2 separate regions of the Zea mays genome follow, and region 2 is linked to region 1. A link is a contact called in public Hi-C data. All regions are on one chromosome and are shown on one strand. Each heading gives the region's core, a stretch centred on a gene start, on an enhancer-like site or on the middle of the called end of the contact. The rest is flanking DNA. Distances are from core to core; before and after follow the strand shown. Region 1 holds the start of LOC100275864. Region 2 holds the start of LOC100191683.

What was found. A called contact is a pair of places that touch in the nucleus more often than the background predicts.
Region 2: a contact with region 1 is called in a Hi-C map of ear, with 2.2 times the contacts expected there. The contact joins the promoter of LOC100191683 here to the promoter of LOC100275864 in region 1. A contact is called at or near these places in 2 of 25 Hi-C or Micro-C datasets (bundle sheath and ear).

Annotation. Positions count from the first base shown.
Region 1 is chr7:8,858,880-8,862,354 of Zm-B73-REFERENCE-NAM-5.0, reverse strand. It overlaps LOC100275864, which reads right to left and starts at 1,932. Exons shown (of 1, transcript NM_001149833.1): 1 at 1,057-1,932. The coding sequence starts at 1,663. The coding sequence ends at 1,154.
Region 2 is chr7:9,702,672-9,706,082 of Zm-B73-REFERENCE-NAM-5.0, reverse strand. LOC100191683 reads left to right here and starts at 1,754. Exons shown (of 4, transcript NM_001137112.1): 1 at 1,754-2,194; 2 at 2,953-3,066. The coding sequence starts at 1,921.

The sequences.
Region 1 (3,475 bases), core at 683-3,182:
ACTCGGCGTCATAGTCTATGCCGCCGAGCAAACGGTCCAAAAATGACATTAAAATTTTCTAGTGTCCAAACGTGATTTTTTTCCGAGAAAATGCAAAAAATTCGTCCTCCCCCCACCTCCAAATGTTTCTACATAGGAGAGAGAAAAGGAGAAGGGCGATGCGTGTATCTTCTTTGCAAATGCTTTAGCAGCTGCAAAGTGCCAGCGACGTAGGAGCATCACAGCCTAGTTAGCGGTTACTTTTAACCAGTTTTTTTTAAAGACCTAATATTTTGGAGCACCAGAATGCCTAGCTACTTTTTACCCAGAAAAAAGAGAAAATAATCCTCCAATCACCTTCTCGTTCAGGAATCCTTCTCCAAGGCTCCTCCAATCACCTAAACGAAAGGGATTCACCAGGAGGAGGAGGAGAAGTTAGCTAGTTTGGCAAGCAAGCTGGGGGGCATCTTTGGAAAGCAAAAGATATGTGATAAAAAGGCAAGTAGATATGAACTAGGATAATAAAGTTGACAAGGAAATGTAGACCAATATACGATGCTCAAACATTTTGATTGGATGCGCTCTCCATGGCATCCCCCACCCCCCTGAGGATGCAATTATTGTATGGAGCCTAAAAGAATATTTGTTTTTTCTGTTATGGTGCGTGCAAAACAAACTCTACTCCTAGATGTGTTCTTCGGGTGGGATTGGTGATTGACTGACAGGCATTATTACAAAAGAGAAATTGACGAGAATATAGATAAATACACATCAAGATTGTGACCTAAGTGCCCAGGCTTGAGACACAGACAACGGGATGATAACAAAAAACAAAATTTGATTGACCTCCAAATCACAACACAATCATGTCCATCCATTCAGCACGGCAGGTGATGATGTACATGCATGGTTCACAAACAGATGAACTGCTTGCCAAAGGTGTTGTATTGAAGCTGGGTGGAAGAAACTCCTGACCAAGTGCACACGCTCAGAGAATTAGCAGCAAGGGCGGATCCACAGGCATTATTATTATTACTACTACTCTAAGTGCATCGTTTATCATCATCTCGCGCGTCATATAAATAAATATTTGGTATTAGTATAGTAGTAGGAATAGAAACAGGCGAATCAGCAAAGCAGTGGAGATGAGTCATGGACGGGACATGTAGATATACTATACAAGCACGAGGACGCGCTCCGTGCCACCGAGGACAGCGGCCGCGTCGTCGGGGCCGGCGCCCTTGGGGACAGTGACGACGAGCTCGCCCTGGGAGTAGGTGGCCGTGGCCATGGCAGGGCGCGTGCAGGGCGGGAGGCGGAAGCGCCAGCGGTCGAGCTCGAAAGCGGCGGCCCCATCGTCGTCGACCCCGCCGCCGCCGTCGGCGGGGGAGAGGCCCCGGACGACGACCTTGGTGACCCCCGGGTGGATCTCGACGGCGTGAGCGCGGGCGCCATCGGGGGAGACCCCGTCGACGGCCGCGGCGACGAACCGCAGCGCCGCCGCGTCCTCCTCGACGGACACGTCCGCGTCGGCCGCGAAGGGGAGCTCCAGCACCTTGGCGAAGATGTGCGGCAGGCGGCGCAGCTTCTTCCCGCCGAGTGCGCCCGCCGCCGCCGCCGCCGCCGCCGTGGCGCAGCGCTGCACGGCGATGGTGCGCTTCCGCGGAGCCGGGTGGACCCTCATGGCGAGGTTCCTTGCCGCGTCGTGGGGGTACTCGGGGCTCAAGAGGGAGACGGCCAAACGCTAGCGACGGACGCGCGCGCGCGGTGGAGAGGGCCGGGCCGGGCGGATCGAAGGGGCGCCTCGGAACTCGTGCACGTGGAGGGATGCGGCCTGCGGAGGTCCGTCCGTGCTCGTCTGGTTCTGGGCGTCTGGCCCTTGCGCTGTGTTGGGGAATTGGGGCAGGGGAGGGAGAAGACGACCGGAGGGAAGAAAAAGAATTGGAAGCGCTCTGTTGTGCGGGAAACCGTGGGGCCTCTAGATAGGGATTAGGATTCAGGGCGTTTTTCACCCGTCTCCTATAAAATAGCATTACTGTTAGATATTAATCAGAAAAATAAATGTGAACTAATTTTAAAACATACCATCTCCGTTCATAAATATGACACCGTTTATTTTTATCAAAAAAACTTTAATCACTCCTCTTATTCAAAATATTTATTTAAAAATGTAAAATTTTAAGTTAAACACAAATCTACGACAAAACAAATCACAAAAAATAATTATTAACTCATTAATTTTTCAAAAAGTCAAAGTTTTTTTTAAAAAAAACAACGGTGTCATATTTATGAACGCAAGGGAGTATCATATAATTATATAAACAATGATTAATTAGTGAGATAAATCTGTTAACCACAAGCAGCTTCTTATTACCTTATATTTACCGCAATGGCGACTTAAATGGAATTAATAGATTCGTCTCGTCAATTAGTTACTGTTTATGCAATTGATTTTAAAATTAGTTTTCATTCGGTTCTTCTAGTATCTACTCGTGATAAACTAAGAAGGTTGTTCGTTTCGGATGAAAGCTTGAATTGCTGTAATTGTAATTCATAGTAAAAAATATTGTAGAAGCATTAGAAGTCAGTACGGATTAACAATCTGAAGATTAGATCCACACGGTCTTTTAGAAGTTGATAAAACGAGATTAGGATCAGGATGATGCTTATAACAATGTTATTTTTAATCTATTTCCATCAGATCCTCTATTTCATTCCCTATCTTATCCACTAATTCAAACTTTTCTCTATAAACAGTATCCACCGTTCCGCATCCCATATTTTCACACTCTACTGACGAGAGTCTAACCTCTACTAGTGGAATGGAAGCATATCGTGTGCACCTGTGACTTGGACCTTGCAAACATAGAGCCAGAATTACGATATATGGGAAAGCCGAGCAATTTATCAATACTATAATAATATAAAAATATAACATGATATATGCACATACGTACACAAGTTTGCATATTACATTCAAGTATTTATATTATTAGGTGGTTTTCATGATAGACTTTAATTTGTGCAAAAAAAATTAGATAAATCCAATCCACCCCCTATGCATCTTAATCCTTTCACCGTTGTTTTTTAGATGAAATTTATGCAAGAAAATTTTAGAAAAATCCAATTCACCGCTCTAATGTGCATCTTAATCCTTTCACTACTGTTTTTCTAGATTAAATTAAGCATAAAAATACCTAATTTTTTTAACAATAGCAACCATATCCTGAGCTTTTCTAATAAATACAATAAAATGCTTGTAACAGTAAAATAGAATTCGCCACCTGTCACCGTCAGGACTTGCATGGCAGCCTTATCATACAGATAATGAGACAAGTACCATTTGTACAATTACAATCTGTAATCAGTTCATAGTTGTTCATGATTAGGTCCTAAGATGCTTGTGAATGGTGACGGCCAAGAAAAAAATGCTCTTGCAAGGAAAAAAAAGGAAGGGGATATGGCCGGAAAGCCTGGATCTGAGATCAGAAATCGG
Region 2 (3,411 bases), core at 505-3,004, 840 kb before region 1:
CTATCATATAATTTAAGATTATATAGTCTGAGTATATTATAATTATAAACAAACGGTCCTCAAAAGCTCACCAAATTAAGTTTGACGGAGTTTAAAAAACTACCATCGCTACATGTGGTTATCCTTCAGCGTTTTCCTATCCCTCACTTCGAAGGGCTTTTTTTCGAGCACCCGGATAAGGCTATCTCCAATAACTTTTCTATTTTATCTCCTATTTTAAACTAAACACTACCGTATCACGTCTATCTCGTCTCACTCTCCGTCCCCTAACCCATAGCACCCATGCCCGGTCTAGGTGGGGCATTGGCCCGGGCCATGTCGAGGCCTGCCCTAGGTATCCATGGTCGTACCCATGCATACACACATTTTTTTCACGAGGAAGAATATTGAATTGTTTGACCAATTTTTTTTATTTACTAGACTTTGCTATCATAAACTAATTACAAGTTGTAATGTGATAACAGACAATCCATATCAATCCATTCTCTAACACAGGGGATCGATATCGACCAATTGAACTGATCACTCTACCTTAGCCACGACATCAGACCCAACTAAGCAGAGCTGTACATATTTCTAACAACCATATACTCCCTCTGTTTCAAAATATAATTTATTTGACCTTTTGAACCCTAATTTTGACCATTCGTCTTATTCAAAAAAATCATAAAAAATAAAAAAATTAAATCATATGTAAAATATTTTTGATAATAAACAAAACTTGTAATAAAAAAGTCAATACACTGCCTTCATTCTAGACTATTTGTCACCTGCTAGTTTAGTTTTGAACTAAAACACGACAAATAAAAAACAATGGAGGGAGTAACAAATTCGTACGGAAGCATTATATAATACACGTCTAGCAGCCCGCTATCCAGTGTCTAGTCTTCAACCAATTCTACTCCCACGCAGCTTGCTATCTTGGTACTCTATCCGTCCTAGAATATAAGGTGTCCCAGAATATAAGGTATAACTAATTTTTATTCTAATCCCTCAATATAAGTCAGGTGCTCTCTATATATACGCTCTCTATATATACGTATAGGTTAGTGGTATATAGAAGAATAAATATATATATATATATATATATATATATTGCCTTATTGGTATTTGAACCAACTCAGAGTTAGGTGTTGTTTGGTTCAAAAAATGTAACGCAAATGGTAATGATAATGGTTTACGCTCGATTACAGGTGGTAACAAGTTTGAATAGGCTAGTATCAATTTTTAGTGTGGTATCTGATTACGGTTGGACTAAAACAAACATGATTTAACGTTATCAGTTATCCATTACGTTACAAATATGTGAACCAAACGGCACCTTGGTTAGATGGAACGGATGGAGTAGGAATAAGCGAATAGGCGTCCGTGCCTGACCTGGACCAGTCGACCGGGCAGGCGGGCACACGCCAAGCCCAAAGGTTCCAGCCTGGTGACGTAGGCCCAGGATAACCTGAGTGGAGGCCCCGCATGCCAGATGACCCGGCCTTACAAGTCCACGCGACCGCGACTCTTGCACATGCGTCCATTCGAACCATCAACCATTCTCACGCGCATTGACCTGAACGCTTCCAAATAACATGTGGGTACCACGGATCCGGACCCATCAGTCAGTCCGGTGGTGCAAACGTCTTTAGTAACTACAACACGACGTCTTCATCTCCGCAGAGGCCACCAATTCCATCCCAGCCCCAGCATCATATCTATTCATCTTGCTCTCCTCTGTCCAAAAAGGAGGCGCCGCGCTCCTCTTCTTCTACGCCGTTCACTCTCTCTAGTCTCTCCCTTCCCTTCTCCACGCCTCCGCCCCCACTCGTGAGACCCTACCTAGCCCTAGCGCCAGCACCACCCGCCCAACCTCCCGGAGAGAGAGAGGAGGAGGCCTTCGCCGCCGCCGTTACCGTCGGCCGAGGCGCCAGAATGTTCGGGTACCAGAAGGGCCTCGACGTCGAGGCGGGGACATCGGGCGCCGCCGCCACGGGCGGCGCGCGCCAGCTCTACCCGGGGATGCAGGAGAGCCCCGAGCTGCGCTGGGCGCTCATCCGCAAGATCTACGTCATTCTCTCCCTCCAGCTGCTCCTCACCGCCGTCGTCGCCGCAGTCGTCGTCAAGGTCCGCGCCATCCCGCACTTCTTCACCACCACCAGCGCCGGCCTCGGCCTCTACATCTTCCTCATCATCCTCCCCTTTATCGGTGAGTCCGCAGCCGCCCTCAACCATCCATCTCCCTCTCTGGCTTTAGTTGTTACTCCGAGGATTCTCTCTCTCTCGTTCGGATCGGTGGGGGGAAGCACTAGAGTAGGGGTTCGAACGAAGGGTGTTCATGCGAACACTTCGCTTCTCTTCCGCAAAATGCCGACTGCCGGGTGCTTGTCGATCGCTGTTAACAATTTGGATGTGGATTGCGGTTGCGATATTTGAATCGCAGCATTCGGTGTGGTTAGAGTTCGATCAACTGGTAACTCCTGAATTATTTTTTTGGGGGTTCTCTTTTTCCGATCGGGTGCACGGGGAGGCAGTTGGGGTTGGAGAATCGAGACGGTATTTCTGTAATTCTGTCGAATATATTCTGTGCATTGCTTCAAGGTTGCAGTTAGAATCAGATTCTGATGCCCGTGTCCTAATACTGCGAAGCCTGCTAGTCCTGGCAGCGAAATTCTGCGAGGTGTTGTTGGCCGATTAGGTAAAGTTTGGAGGGCCTCTGTCAATGTGAAACTGGAGGAGCCTTGCGTGATCTCATCCGTGCACGTTTAGGTACCGTGGCGTTGTGGCAAGAGTGTTTTTCGGTGGGTGGGTTGTCAACCGTGTTTTTTTTTTGTGTTTAGCAGAAGGGCCCTTCCCCCCACCCCCACCTGTCCTAATTGCGTGTTATTTGGATTGAACTGGGTGTCTAATTACTTGGATTGATGATTCAAGGCTGAACATGGCCGTTCAATTTTCTTCGGTGTGCAGTGCTGTGCCCGCTGTACTTCTACCACGAGAAGCACCCAGTCAACCTGATCCTGCTCGGCCTCTTCACCGTTGCCATCAGCTTTGCTGTGGGCATGACATGTGCCTTCACCAGTGGTAACCATCTTTGTCTTTGTGGCTTCATTGTTCAGTTGTTTTGGCTACCATCTCCCATGGCTGCTTTGTGTGCCTGCTTGTCTAAATCGGCAGCATCAGTTTAAAATGCCATGCCATGGTTACACAGAAATTTCTGGGAACTTGCCCTGGCAGCCTATGTGATGTGCACAGCCAAATTTGTAGGTGTTTGATGGTTATGTGTTATGCTTGTCTCAATTGCTTTATTCACTGGCTTGCCTAAATTAGCAATATCACGTCAGGCGCAGATTGTTCTGGCAATGTGGAATTCACTTTTGGGTTGTGCAATGCAACTGGCGTGTAGTATGCCATAGCAGGATGCTTTTG